Linked DNA regions of Mus musculus: region 2 is linked to region 1. The links are chromatin contacts, called in public Hi-C maps. All regions are on one chromosome and are shown on one strand. The core of a region is the stretch at or near the end of the contact, and the rest is flanking DNA. Distances in the headings are between cores, read along the strand shown. Region 1 overlaps Efemp1 (epidermal growth factor-containing fibulin-like extracellular matrix protein 1). Region 2 has its middle 80 kb from the start of Pnpt1.

What was found. A called contact is a pair of places that touch in the nucleus more often than the background predicts.
Region 2: a contact with region 1 is called in a Hi-C map of uterus. The contact joins two enhancer-like sites. A contact is called at or near these places in 1 of 484 Hi-C or Micro-C datasets (uterus) and 1 of 9 other capture datasets (pancreatic islet).

The regions. Positions count from the first base shown.
Region 1 is chr11:28,902,355-28,909,330 of GRCm38.p6, reverse strand. The region is part of intron 4 of Efemp1 (epidermal growth factor-containing fibulin-like extracellular matrix protein 1); the gene reads right to left. Among named protein-coding and RNA genes, the nearest start is that of Efemp1, 53 kb to the right of the region's middle. Within about 2 kb of position 2,825, at least 83 of the 459 cell types and tissues checked have an H3K27ac peak or open chromatin away from gene starts, as enhancers often do. A contact at or near this core is called in uterus, where this site is marked.
Region 2 is chr11:29,046,855-29,054,564 of GRCm38.p6, reverse strand. No RefSeq gene overlaps it. Among named protein-coding and RNA genes, the nearest start is that of Pnpt1, 80 kb to the left of the region's middle. Within about 2 kb of position 1,749, at least 9 of the 459 cell types and tissues checked have an H3K27ac peak or open chromatin away from gene starts, as enhancers often do. A contact at or near this core is called in uterus, where this site is marked.

The DNA.
Region 1 (6,976 bases), core at 1,576-4,075:
GCAACTCTGCTGGGAAGTTACTGCTGCCTTTCATGCCTCATTATTTTCTCAAACACACTTGATGAAAACCTTTCTACTGGGGATTCTTTGGAGCTTTATAACATGCTAATGCAGAATTCCTATTGTTTTATGTCAGGATCATTTGCCAACATTTGCAGTGATAACAGCCCTGAGAGATACAACCCTGCTAGATTCAGCTGTGGCAAGTTCCCTCTGTCCAGGCTGGCCAGAGATCAAGGACTTGGGCCTCTTGACACTGCTGAGGGAGGTCTGGTCAGTGACAGAGGCTTTTATTTTTGCAACCACGCTATGCAAACTACCTCCACCCAATCGTGTTCTTCATATCCTGCATTTTTTTTCCTACTTTCCCATCATATGTTTGGAGTGTCTTTGATAGACTAACATTTCCACTGGGATCAATGTATCACGAAAAAGGTTTTGAGCATACAAACCTGCACAGCACCTTCCTAAAAGTCTGCTTTATTTAGCTTCTGAAAAGAATTATTTAACAAAAATATTTGGTGAGTTACAGAAATTTAATAAAAGCAAAGTCCCAAATACTACTAGTACTGCCACTCCTACTACATTGTTTAATTTCTTTACCCAAAACAAAGGAAAGCTGAGATGGGACTCACTTTGATCACAAGTTAACTGACAAATGACACTTTCCATTCACCAGGACTTATAAATGCTAAAAGCAGCTTCATCTACTTTTGTGTTTATAGCCGCTCTGATTACAGTGTAGAATATTCATTCTCCTGAGCCCCCACAGTTAGCAAGTTATTTAATGCTGAAGAATATCAACAGGCTGAATGTCTGTGGACTGTTTTTACTTAAACTATCTATTTAAATGCCATAATGCTATTATTTTGAAGACCCATTATTGCTTGTTTACACACCCACACAGTCATGTTAAACCATGTTTCTAAACTCTCTTGTGCTCCTTTTTTACTTGCCTGTATTTCTTTATTATCAGAAGGTGCAGTATGAGCCGTTGCTCACTAAGCCACTGCAGCACAGTCATTGCTTTTGACTCTGTTGTTTGTAGGCAAAATTAACTTCTTACATCTGCATGGGCAATGCCCTGCTTTATTTGACAGGAAAATGACTCAGGTCAGCCATGTTTTCCTGAGAATCTAGGAGCAAGTACTCTGGGGAAAGGGTTTTCTGTTTTTGTTTTTAATTATCGATCATTTGTCCTTGACAGTTAAGCTCATTTTTTCCTGCTGACTACAATGCATGAAAAGTGATGGATTTTCAGTAAATGTTTACCCAATTAATGGATGAATGAATCATTACTGTTTCCTGGGAATTGGTGTTCAGAGTTCACAGAAAGTAAGACCTAGTGTTTTAGGTTATGGAAATAAAATTCATAAGACAGAATAACAGGTAAGAGCCAAGGAGCACAGCAGAATCAACAATTTGCCTTTGACTGGCAACAACGTAGGACTCTTGCATGAAGAAGAGTCACTAAGACTGGGATCCAGCACAAGGGGAGGCCCCAAGGCCTGACACTATTACAGAGGCTCTGGAGCACTCACAAAACAGGACCTAGCATGACTGCCTTCCAAAAGACCCAACAAGCAGCTAAAAGAGTCAGATGCAGATATTTGCATACAACCAATGGACAGAAACTGCTGATCCCTGTGGTTGAATTAGGGAAAGACTGAAAGAAGCTGAGGAGGAGGGTGACCCTGTAGGAGGAACAGCAATATCAATTAACCTGGACCCTTGAGATCTCTGATACTGGAACACCAACCAGGCAGCATACACCAGCTGATATGAGGCCACCCAACACATATATAGCAGAGGACTGCCAGGTCTATGTTTAGTCAGAGAAGATGCACCTAACCCTCAAGAGATTGGAGGCCCCAGGGAGTTTATAGGTCTGGTGAGGTGGGGGTGGGGGTGGGAACATCCTCGTGGAGACAGGGGTGCAGAGAGGAGGTATGGGATTTTGAACAGTTAGAGGGTGGACCAGGAGGGGAATAAAATTTGGAGTTTAAAATAAAATAAAATTAAAAAAAAAAAGACTGCATCATTCAGAGTGAGCAGCATTTGCCTCTGACTGGGAGCAAGGTAGAGCAGTTAACTGAGCCACAGGAGTCTCATGGACTGAGTGTATCACTGAGAGTGAGCAGAAGCTTTGCTGAGGAGGCAGGTTCTGAAGGGCAATTCAAAGGTGATGAGCTGGTATGGGGAGGAAGCTGTCTCTTAGAAGACAGGCCCCACAGAAAGAGACCCAGGAACTGCAGAGAATGGCAGCGTTCTGAAGTCAGCATGATTGTAGGAGATGTATGTGAGAAACCTGGTGCTGCGTCTGGCAAACTGTGCTCATAAAATGTTTGCTCAAGTCATTAGACAAATTCAGAGACTTTAATGTGAGATTTTTGAGGGTTTGTATTGAACACCATAGCACATAACTCTTAAAGAAGCAGCCATGGACTAATGTTAACATTACCAAGGTTGGGGGGGGGGAGGGGGAGGGAGGCAAATAACGGAATGTGATTCCTAAAATCCTACAATACTTTTAATCATTCTGATATATGGAGATTAGCTAAGGGCATTATTTAGTAATTTTCACACACACACACACACACACACACACACATCTACATTTCCGTTTTTGTGGTTTATAAAATGGTAGGTCTCCATCTTCTTGGTGCTTTAAATAATCCAACATAATAATCTTTGGTGAGCTCTCTAACAGGCTGGCCCCTAGTCAGTGGCACCACAAATCTGACATTGTTGCACAGCTAATATAGGAATAGTGTCCATTCATTGGTGTCCCTTAGGCTCCTTCTTAGGCCTTTGTTCTCTGAGTTTGGCTCCTTTCCTGTATTCTGACTCATAGTTTCCAAATCCCTGACTCACCCTGCTCCCTCTCTTATGCAACGTTTTAATCTCTGCAATGTTCTTTCCATAATTTGATAACTTACCACGACATGGAGTCACTTCATTGTGTTTTATGGGCAAGGGTAACCTGCGGTTTGAGTGCTCAGTAGTGACACTTCAGTTCACTGGTTTTGTGCTGCATTAGTTTAAGAAATGATTCCCAACTACTTTTGAAGAAGTCACTGTAGACCATCAGTAAACAAACAAAGGAGAAAGGGGGTCAAGCTCTGGCATCAGTAAACGTTTTCAGTAAGAGGAGTTGAGTGGATGAGGGCTTTAAGGATTTGGAGAATTGGTTTTATATTCAAAATTATCCTAGAAGATAAGAAAGTCACAACAATACCTAAGGACATTGTGTTCCATATCTGCTTTACTTAGTAGTGCCTACTTGTAATTACAGTCTTGGTAAGCCGTTAAAGTTGATGATTGAAATCTATCTAGAAGAAAGTAGTAATACAGCTTTTTGTAGACATTTCTTAAAATTCTAAAACAAATTGGCATCAAGTAGATACACACTTTGCTATATGGAAAGATATTTTTTTCAAAACCTACTTTTAATAATGGTTCTTTTAAAAAAAATTAGATATTTTTTATATACATTTCAAATGCTATCCTGAAAGTTCCCTATACCCTCCCCCTGCTCCCGCCCTGCTTTCCTACCCACCCACTCCTGCTTCTTGGCCCTGGCATTCCCCTGTACTGGGGCATATAAAGTTTGCAAGACCAAGGGGCCTCTCTTCCCAGTGATGGCCGACTAGGCCATCTTCTGCTACATATGCAGCTAGAGATAGGAGCTCTGGGGGTTCTGGTTAGTTCATATTGTTGTTCCACCTATAGGGTTGCAGACCCCTTCAGCTCCTTGGATGCTTTCTCTAGCTTCTCCATTGGGGGCCCTGTGTTTCATCTTATAGATGACTGTGAGCATCCACTTCTGTGTTTGCCAGGCACTGGCATAGCCTCATATGAGACAGCTATAACAGGGTCCCTTCAGCAAAATCTTTCTGGCATATGCAATAGTGTCTGGGTTTGGTGGCTGATTATGGGATGGATCTCCGGGTGGGGTAGTCTCTGGATAGTCCATCCTTTTGTCTTAGCTCCAAACTTTGTCTCTGTAACTCCAGAAAGATATTATGGAAAGATGTTATTAAAGAAGTTGGATTTCTAATGCTCTTACTCCAAGGAGCCGCATGAAACAGATGTTCTATGATATGCAGTTAACAGGAGAGAATGGAGCATGGCATTTAGATATAGAATCAGCTTCCTGGTGTTACTAAAAACTGAGTGTTGGTTCCAACACTGAGGTTCAGCTCCACTCAAAGTTTCCCTTTGTTCCTTGTAGTGTAGTTTGCTGGAGACTTCTCTACTATGAGCTGTGGGATAGCAAAGGATGTGCTGCTGTCCTGTGTATTTAAATTTTTTCTCAGGATTAGAGAGTATTGTTAATTGTGTCATACCTATGTTGGTCCCCGTGTTTCTTTTATTTAGAGTTAGATTCCTAGCTCTCTGTGTTTTCTGTTTCTCTTCCCAGTTTTTAGTCAGTTATCAACAATTTTTGTCAAAGATTTTCTGTTTCCCTTTGCTTCGTTTATAGAGTTGAGATCAGATTTATCTGGGCAAAAGGCCCAGTTCCAGTTAGCTTTTTACTCTTCTGAAAATCTCAGTAAGAATTTACCCAAGCTAAGCAGTTCTAGTGGAGAAAGAGATATTTACTGACAAAGGAGAACTGTCATCATCAAGGCCAGAGTAGATTTATAGTTCTAGATTCTTATCAATTCTGGCAAAACATAGGCAACAATTTGGTGTGCCTTAAATGATATATAAAAAAATCATTAAAATCAGCTTTTTGTCCTCTTGATGGTTCAGTTTTTGGTTTAGAAGGTAACCAAATCAAGTGTTCTGTAGAATTTTATGATATGTTGTTCCCATGTGGAAAAGAACATGCACATGTGTCAGGGCTGATCCTTCAATAGTGACGGTGGATTTTCATTGACAATGGACCCTTGCTCACTGACATTCCCATAGAATGAGAGATTTCATGTACAAGCTGGCTAGATGGGCTTCATCATATCATCAATAAACGTGAGAAGAAAACCAACTGGTTCACATGAATGTTGAATCTGTTTTATCTGTACTATCCACAAAACAAATGTACTCATTAAGTCACTGGCTGAAATGAAAGAGTAGCAAGAAAACAAAGGATCAAGTGCTCATTCTTTAGTGTCTTTGTGCACTGGCAAAGTGAGGCTGACCACACCCAGAGCACTAAAGCAACATTTTCTACAGATAAATACTGCAGAATTGGGGTGCTTTCAGGCATCTGTGTGAATGTGTCATACTCAGATGAGCTCTTTTTTTCTCAAACATAATTACTCAACAAATATGTTTAGGGAAAGATGCCCTAGAATAGGGAATTCTGTGCCCATTTGATCCAATTGTAACCTTGGGGAAGATAACTTTTTTGAAATAAGCAATGCTACCAGTCTTTGTCTTTGGGTAGTTCAGTTCTAGGAATGAAAACCCCTTTGTGTGACAATTCAAATTTGTTCTATGCAATTTGGTTTAAAAATTGATGTTCTTGGGAGTGATTATGATCCTACCTTTGTATGATGTATTTATATCCAGTTGTGTTTTGCTGGTGTCTCCAATTGGCCATTTTTTGGCCCCCAAGTCAAACTCTGGAGAGTGATAAGCTAAATAGAGAGCAACTCCACTTCCTGAGCCTACTGAATCTGCCATGAGCAATGTGACTTGAGTTTTGGTCTCCTTCCTGAAGTCCTTAAAGCTGGATTACTCAGTACCCACAACCAAAAGTACACACATTCCCAACTTGTTCCTTCAGGGAAACCATCACTTGGAGCACACAAGCTCCTGGCTATGGCAATGCCAATAATAACAAGCATGGCCTTGTGACCTCCTAATTACATGAGACCAGTTGTATTCTTGTTGTTCATTCAACATTAAGTAGATTTTGTTCCTGCTAAGCACACTGCCAAATGGTAAATGTAACTTGGCATTATTTGTCCAACTCATTAAAGGTCTAATGGCTTTTTAAAAGTGCTCATTTGTGACTCTTGATTTCAGAGCATGGTATCTTATTGATTATATTTTCCTGCCCACTTCATTACATATGATATTTACACACAATATCCCTTATATATTTTTCTGACTTCCAAATGTAAAAAGTGTTAAGGGAAATGGTTAGGTGTGTGAAACTCAAAAATGTTGCAACTACTTCTCTATATTTCTGTTTTAGATTCAGAATTTTTCAGAATAAAGAGTACTAGAGGATAGATGTGTGGGCAAATTGAAGTAAATAATGGTTGTAGAAAACAATAATTAGTTTTTCAGGGCTGGAGAGATAGCTCAGTAGCTAAGAGCACTGTCTGCTCTGCTAGACGTCCTGAGTTCGATCCCCAGCAACCACACGGTAGCTCAGAGCCATCTGCAATGGTATCTTCTGTCATGCAGGCATAGATGCAGATAGAGTACTCATGCATAAAATAAAAAATAAATAATATCCTTAAAAATAATTAGTTTTTCAGAGGCATAAGACACTGAAAATTAAAATATAAAGGAATATATGTGATTTATAAAATATTTAAAATAAATGGCTGGAAGTTGGCTCAGGGGATAAATCTCTTGCTAGGAAGGTGTAAGAACCAGAGTTTGGATCCCTGGGAACCATATAAAAGCCAGACATAGTAGTCATTTCTGTCCCCTCAGTAGGACTGTGGTGAGCTAAGATGCAGAGACAAGAGAAGGCTCCAAAGCTCAAGAGCCAGATAGACTGACTTTCACAGTAGTAAGCAACACAAAACTCACAACAAACGGAAGACAGAGACTGACAGCTGAGGTCTTCTATGCTTGGAAGGCAGGGGCTCCTGTATTTTCAGATGTGAAAACTCATAAATATGAATAACAACACATATGCACACAAACACATACGAACATGAGTGCATACAAACACACATACCATATACATTTAAAATATTTTAAAATGTGTGTGGGTTGGCAGTAGGACAGGTAGAGCTTAAATATTCTTTTTCCTGTATTTTAAGATACGTTTACTGTTCAGGAAAGT
Region 2 (7,710 bases), core at 500-2,999, 150 kb before region 1:
GAAACACTCATCCGTTGCTGCTGGGAACAAGAAGTTGCGAATTGCTCTACCTCATGATCGAGCTTTATCACTTGGGTATGCTCATCCCACCACAGAGACACTTGCTCAGCCATGGTCATTGCTGCTCTACTCATTATATCTAGAAATTGAAAACAACTTAGAAGTCCTTCAACAGATTAATAAATAAAGAATATGGTAACACACAATGGAGTATTACCTTTCCTTTAATTGAAAATAAATTTCTTTATCAGATAATAAATCTTTGAGTATGTTTTCCTTTCTTTCTACTCCCCATTTCTTCCCATTAAATCATCAAAATCCCGAAATTCCCAGGAAAGTGGATGGAACTGTTATTTTATTTATTTAGTTTATTTATGTGTTTTGTTATTAATTTACTTCTTTGTTTTTTATGTTCTTATTTTTCAAGTCTTTGTGTATATATTATGTCTCTCAGTTTAGAGTTTTATGGGATCCTTCATGTTCATACTAGTAAGTTTCTACATATAACTGTTTCTTGTATTTTTTCTTGGGCTTTTTTCCTTCTTACTTGCTTTGCTTTATAAATGTGTTAGTTATTCCATATTATCATATTTTATTATATCCCCTAGAAGCCTATGAATATTGACCCTGTCTCACAGGCTTAGACATATAAACTATGACTGACAAAGAATGATGGCTTTTTGAAAGTACTTGTATTTTCTAAGAGGAATCTTCAATGTCCTTGGTTGGGTCTTTTCATGAGCATTTACCTCTATGGAACTTCTAAATACTTAACATATTTTTTCTATATTAGTACATGCATATCAACATTGTCAATTTTCTTATATGCTTATAAAGCATAATTATTGTTGATAGTTTAAAAGTCTGACTTATATTTTCCAGCACATGAACATAGTTAAATATATTTCATCCTATTCAATTAATATTTCCATCATTATTTTGTCAGAGATATAGGGACTTCTAGAGACATCAGTGTGTTCTTGCTTTGCTTTGGTCCCTCATTTACTCTAGTCCTGCGTGTCCATACCCTTTTCTTCATTACTGCCTCTTTGTCCTTTATTTCCCTTTGTTTATATCCTCCCAATCCCTTTTCTGTTGTCTTCCTATTCTTCTGTGGAAATGTCCTGGTCCTGATTTGTGGATTTCCTCATTATGTGATTTTTATCATCATCTCTGTTTATCTTCTTCTTTGATTTTTTAAAGTTGGATTTTTTACTTTTAATTTTAATTGCATTTCTTCAACACAATCACTGCCTTATATAACTTACTACTTAAACACAGACTTTCTATCAAAAAAAATACTTTTGAAACTAAAACATTAGCAAATGAATCTGAAGTACCTGCTGAGTCTCTTGCTAGGCGTGGCTGGAGAAATGATATCAGTAATCATAATTGTCATTTGAACTTGGACTTAGACGTGTAGTATTCTCTACCTAATCCTACTTATTCAAGTTGTATCCTCCAATTTTTAACTTCAGAATACACAGGATAACATGAGGAGGACAGATAATCACCCAAAGATCAAACCCTTTCAGCTTCTTGCCCAAACGGGAAGGCATAGCAGCCTTGTGAACTGGGTGAAGTTCAGAGGCAAGTTTCTCTGTATGCCTGAATAAAACACATTCAGAGTCATTCCAGCCCTACTGTCTCATATGCTGAGAGTTCTGATTTTATCACTGTAGGGTACACTGTGCTTAGTACACTTTGTGCTTAATGAGGTTCTGTTTAGGCATAAAGCTCAGCTCTGAGTTCCTTGGAATCTGAACCATCGTTATTTCCAAACCCTTGCCAAGCTTGTGATCTGTTTGTTGTTCTGCTGCAGCTTTCTTTCAAGGAAGATTGGGAGGGTTTTCTTTTGGCTGAGCTAGTTAAAACAAAAGCAATCTTGGGGTTTTCAAACTCACTTTATTTTTTAAAAAGTTAGTACTGACTTTTGCAAACCATTAGGTTTTTCTTGTTCTTCTTGTTGTTGTGTTTTTGTTGTTTTGTTTTTTGTTTTTTTTGAAGGGGGTGGGGCATCTCATAATGCAGCCCCTGTCCTGAAACTTGCTATGTAGACAAGCGTTGGCCTCAAATTCATAGAGGTCCTCCTGACTCTGCATTTTGAGTATTGGGATTAAAGATGTAGTCCACATGTCTGGCTCATTAGGATCTTTTGGAAGGTTTTTAAGAAAATGTTTTGTAAGAGTCATTTCCAACTTTTATTGAGATATTTATCCTTGTTATTTGTATTTATATATATATTCATGTAACTGTGTGGGTAAGTGCTGTGTGTGTGATGTTAGTGGTGGCCAGAAGAATGACATCACATCTCTTAGAACTGAAGTTCCTGATGATTGTGAGCCAGCCAGTGACAGGGATTGAATTTAGGTCCTCTGGAAAAGTGCACAGCCCCAGGATAAGTTTTATTTAAAATTTTAATTTAATTTTTAAAATATGCTACAATTATGGGTAAACTGGGAAAATAAGTCATCTCCCCCTGTTTATAGACTCTAAGTTATGCCTTGTGAGGTAGTAATTGTATCTGGGATCAATTTTCCTAATACATACATTAAAAAAATATGAGACAGTAGGGCTGGAATGACTCTGAATGTGTTTTATTCAGGCATACAGAGAAACTTGCCTTTGAACTTCACCCAATTCACAAGGCTGCTATGCCTTCCCATTTGGGCAAGAAGCTAAAAGGGTTTGATCTTTGGGTGATTATCTGTCCTCCTCATGTTATCCTGTGTATTCTGAAGTTAAAAATTGGAAGATATGACTTGAATAAAGGATTAGGATTAGGTAGAGAATACTACACGTCTAAGTCCAAGTTCGAATGGCGGTTATGATTACTGATATCATTTCTCCAGCCATGTCTAGCAAGAGACCCAAAGAAAGAATCAACTACTATGCATTTGCCCTGGTTAAATCAGGGAGGTCAGGTCACTTCTTGTGAATACACAGGTGGCCAAAAGCAACTCATAGAAGAAAGAGTTTATTTTGGAATACACTTCCAGAAGGACAGTCCATATTGGCCAGGAAGGGACAACATGATGGTAGGAGTGAGAGACCAGATTTTTTTTTGATTCAGACTCCATCTTAGAGAACCTGACCTAACATTGAACTTGAGTTAATTAACAGGCCAGTACCTAATACCAGTTTCCAGGTTAACCCCCAACAAAACCTGTATCTAGCACCAGCTTCCAAGTTGTCCCCCAACAATACCTGCATCTAACACCAGTTTCCAGGTTATTCCCCAACAAATCTACACCCCCCAGGTTACAAGCCCATCCCTGTCACTTTACTTTCTAACAACCACCAATTAAGAAAATTGCTGAAGTTAAGTTTATATTTGGCTCCTAGCACCAGCCAATTAAAGGCCATAATGGGCCCCCCAACCAGATATGTATCAGGCTAGATACCCTATTCTTGCCTCTATATATATTTGCTTGAAACTGGGCTTGGGGGCTGCTTCTTGTTCTCCTGCTTGAGAGACAGTGGTGTGGCCCAAACTTGAGATTGAATAAAGAGACCCTAATGCAATTGCATCTAGATCAGCTCCTTGTTGGTTTTTTTTTTTTTGAGGGGTTCACAAACATTTCCTGACACAGCAGAATCAGGAAGTTGGATGGTTACATTTTCATCAATATATAAGGAGAGAGGGAGGGCAGGAATTAGAGTAAAGCTATAAAACTCAGAAGCCCACCCCCTACTTTCTCCAGTGAGGCCATGCCTCTTAAATGATCCATTATATTTAGAAACAATGCTACTGAGAGGCCAAACCTCCATCTTGGGACTGGCCTCCATCTTAAAGGAAAAAAAAAAAAAGCCTGAGAACTTGACCTAGAGCAGAACCCAAGCTGCATCCACATACCAGGAAGGTCTTGCCCTTGGCCAGAGTTACTCCCTAGCTACTTCCAACAGTCAATTAAAGATTATTCTGATTGTTTCAGATATACTTTCAGACCATTTGTGATTGTATATGGTCTTTCTTCAGAGCTCCCACTTGTCCACTTACAACAGCCATTAAATTAAAGGCTTGCCAGGCTGGACTCCCTTACTTACTTCAATTTCCTATAAAACCTTGTCCTGATGAGAGTTCAGGGCTGCTTCACCAAACAGTTTTGTGGCTCAATGGTAAGCCCAAACTCATTTGTAATAAAAAGACACTAATATGATTACATTGAAAATGGCTCCTTGGTGGTCTTTTGGGTTCACAAATGCTTCCTGGCATAGCACTACCATCTAGGAACCCATGAGGGACATCTCTCATTTAGAATACCACATTTCCCCTTGTGTCTGTGTCATGGAAATATCACTCTTTCCTGAGCTGAGGTGATCTCTTCTTATGTATTCATGATGACAAGGTATAGCAGATAACATGACATACTCATGATTGTGGTGTTTGAGCAAGGCTTAAATTATATATTTGGGCACAGAAGATTAATCAGAGTATATTATAGTTGACAGGATGTGGAACAGTACAGGGAAAGTATCACAGTAAAGATTTAAGGCCATTTTTTTACTATGTTAATTATGCCAGTCAATGAGCATGGGAGATCTTTGCATCTTCTGAGATCTTCTTCAATTTCTTTCTTCAGAGACTTGAAGTTCTTGTCATATAGATCTTTCACTTGTTTGGTTAGAATCACACCAAGATATTTTATATTATTTGTGACTATTATAAAAGGTGTCATTTTCCTAATTTCTTTCTCAGTCTGTGTATCCTTTAAGTAGAGGAAGGCTACTGATTTGTTTGAGTTAATTTTATATCCAGCCACTTTGCAGAAGTTGTTTATGAGCTGTAAGAGTTTTCAGGTGGAAGTTTTGGGGTCACTTAAGTATACGATCATATCATCTGCAAGTATTGATATTTTGACTTCTTCCTTTCCAATTTGTATCCCTTTGACCTCTTTTTGTTGTCTAATTGCTCTGGCTAGAACATCAGGAACTGTATTAAATAGATAGGGGGAGAGTGGGCAGCCATGTCTTGTCCCTGATTTTAGTGGGATTGCTTCAAGTTTCTCACCATTTAGTTTGATGTTGGCTATCGGTTTGCTGTATATTGCTTTTATTAGAGCAACCTACAAATTCAATGCAAAAACCCATCAAAATTCCAACTCAATTTTTAACATAGGTAAAAAGATACATCTGGGAATAACAAAAAACTCAGGATAGTGAAAACTATTCTCAAGAATAAAAGAACTTCTAGGGGAATCACTGACCTTAAACTGTACTACAGAGCAATATTGATAAAAATCACATAGTATTGGTACAGATATTGGCAGGTAGCTCAATGGAATAGAATTGAACACCCAGAAATAGACCCACATTTGATCTTTGACAGAGAAGCCAAAACCATCCATAAAATTCATAAAATTGCACAGCTTCTGTAAACCAAAGGACACTGTCAATAGGACAAAACAGCAACCAACAGATTGGCAAAAGATCTTTACCAATCCTAAATCCAAAAGAGGGCTAATATCCAATATATACAAAGAACTCAAGAAGATAGACTCCAGAGACTCAAGTAATCCTATTAAAAATGGGTACAGAGCCAAACAAAGAATTCTCAACTGAGAAATCTCAAATGGCCAAGAAGCACCTGAAAAAATGTTGAACATCCTTAGTCATCAGGGAAATGCAAATCAAAACAATCCTGAGATTCCATCTCACACCAGTCAGAATGGCTAAGATCAAAAATTCATGTGAAAGCAGATGCTGGTGAGGATGTGGAGAAAGAGGAACACTACTCCATTGCTGGTGGGATTGCAAGATGGTACAAGCACTCTGGAAATCAGTCTGGCAGTCCCTCCCAAAATAGGACATTGCCACAGACCCTTTTTGGTCCATGTCTTCGTAGAATGGGTCTCTAGTTACAGGTGGACAAGGAATGACAAACAGAAGCAACAGGAGAGATTGTGTAGAATCTGAGTGCATTTTCACAAAATGAACACCAGTCTTATATAATACAGAAAACAAAGGGGTAGGATGTCACCGCAGGAAAAGTACATTGAAGTTACCTGACACAAAACAAAGGAATGACTTCAAAAGGACTTACAGGAACCAGGTAGATGTTTACAGTAAAGATAAAACAACCCTGCCTAGGGTCAGCTAATGACAGGTGAGGATTTCACACCCTAATCACAATCTGTGCTACTCCTTTGAGCCTTGTGAAAGCTAGCACCAGGGGGTTCTGCTCTTGCAGACCTTCTCATGACTAATGCAATAACACAGACCCCCTATTTCCTAGGCCTTGATAAATTCTTGCAAGAGTGTAACTTGGCTGTTCTTTAAAGTATCTGTGGGGAATCTCCATTTGTCAGAAGAATTCACCAACTTGCTTCTAATATGCAATGTAGCCTCCTATACCTGGCTGTAGTGAAGATTCCTGTCTCAGTGGGATTCCCTAACTCTTTCATTGTAAACCCATCTATTAGCTAGGCCATTGTGTATTCCCTTGTTTGGGTAAGACTGGCTACTGTCCTAAGTAATCACTCTGCAGACTAGCCCTGAGCTATTCCAGCTCTGTTCTTTGTAATGCCTAATTAGTTTCACCATCTCTACTAGAAGTAAATTTGAATGTTACTGAATAGATAACCTTCTCACTGAATTCCTACTGAATTCCAAGTTTGTCTGCTTCAAGGATTTTCTAGGACATTGGAACACTGGCGAAGGCTTAGCTATGTCAGAATTCAATCTTAAAAGGCACTTATAATAAAGCAATACTGAAAGAGAGCACATGAATCCATACACAAGACTAACACGGGAAGAGGGTATGAGTATATGAGTTATGAGAATGCCAAAGTTCTAAGAGGTTGAGTTTCCTTGAAACTCTTTGCCTTGTGAGTGCTTCCAGGACTCTCGACCTGTCAAGCAGACATAACTGGAGTGGATGTAGCAGGACATATTACTACTGGAAGATCCAGCAAAACCTCTCCTGGACATATACCCAGAAGAAGCTCCAACTTGTAATTTTTTGTATTTTCTTCATTTACATTTCAAATGCTATCCCAAAAGTCCCCCATGCCCTCCTCCGTCACTCCTCTACTCACCCACTCCCAATTCTAAGCCCTGGCGTTCCCCTGTAAGGAGGCATAAAAAGTTTGCAAGACCAAGGGGCTTCTCTTCCCAATGATGGCCAACTAGGCCATCTTCTGATACATATGCAGCTAGAGACAAGAGCTCTGGGGGGTACTGGTTAATTCATATTGTTGTTCCACCTATAGGACTGCAGACCCCTTTAGTTCCTTGGGTACTTTCTCTAGGTCCTCTATTGGGGGCCTGTGTTCCGTCAAGTAGCTCACTGTGAGCATCCACTTCAGTGTCTGCCAGGCCCTGGCATAGACTCACAGGAGACAGCTATATCAGGGTCCTTTCAGCAGAATCTTGCTGGTGTATGCAATGGTGTCAGTGTTTGGAGGCAGATTATGGGATGGATCCCCAGGTATGGCAGTCTCTAGATGGTCCATCCTTTTGTCTCAGCTCCAAACTTTGTCTCTGTAACTCCTTCCAAGGGTGTTTTGTTTCCAATTCTAAGAAGGGGCAAAGTGTCCACACGTTGGTCTTTGTTCCTCTTGAGTTTTATGTGTTTTGCAAATTGTATCTTGTATCTTGGGTATTCTAAGTTTCTGGGCTAATATCCACTTATCAGTGAGTACATATTGTGTGAGTTCCTTTGTGATAGGGTTACCTCACTCAGGATGATGCCCTCCAGGTCCATCCATT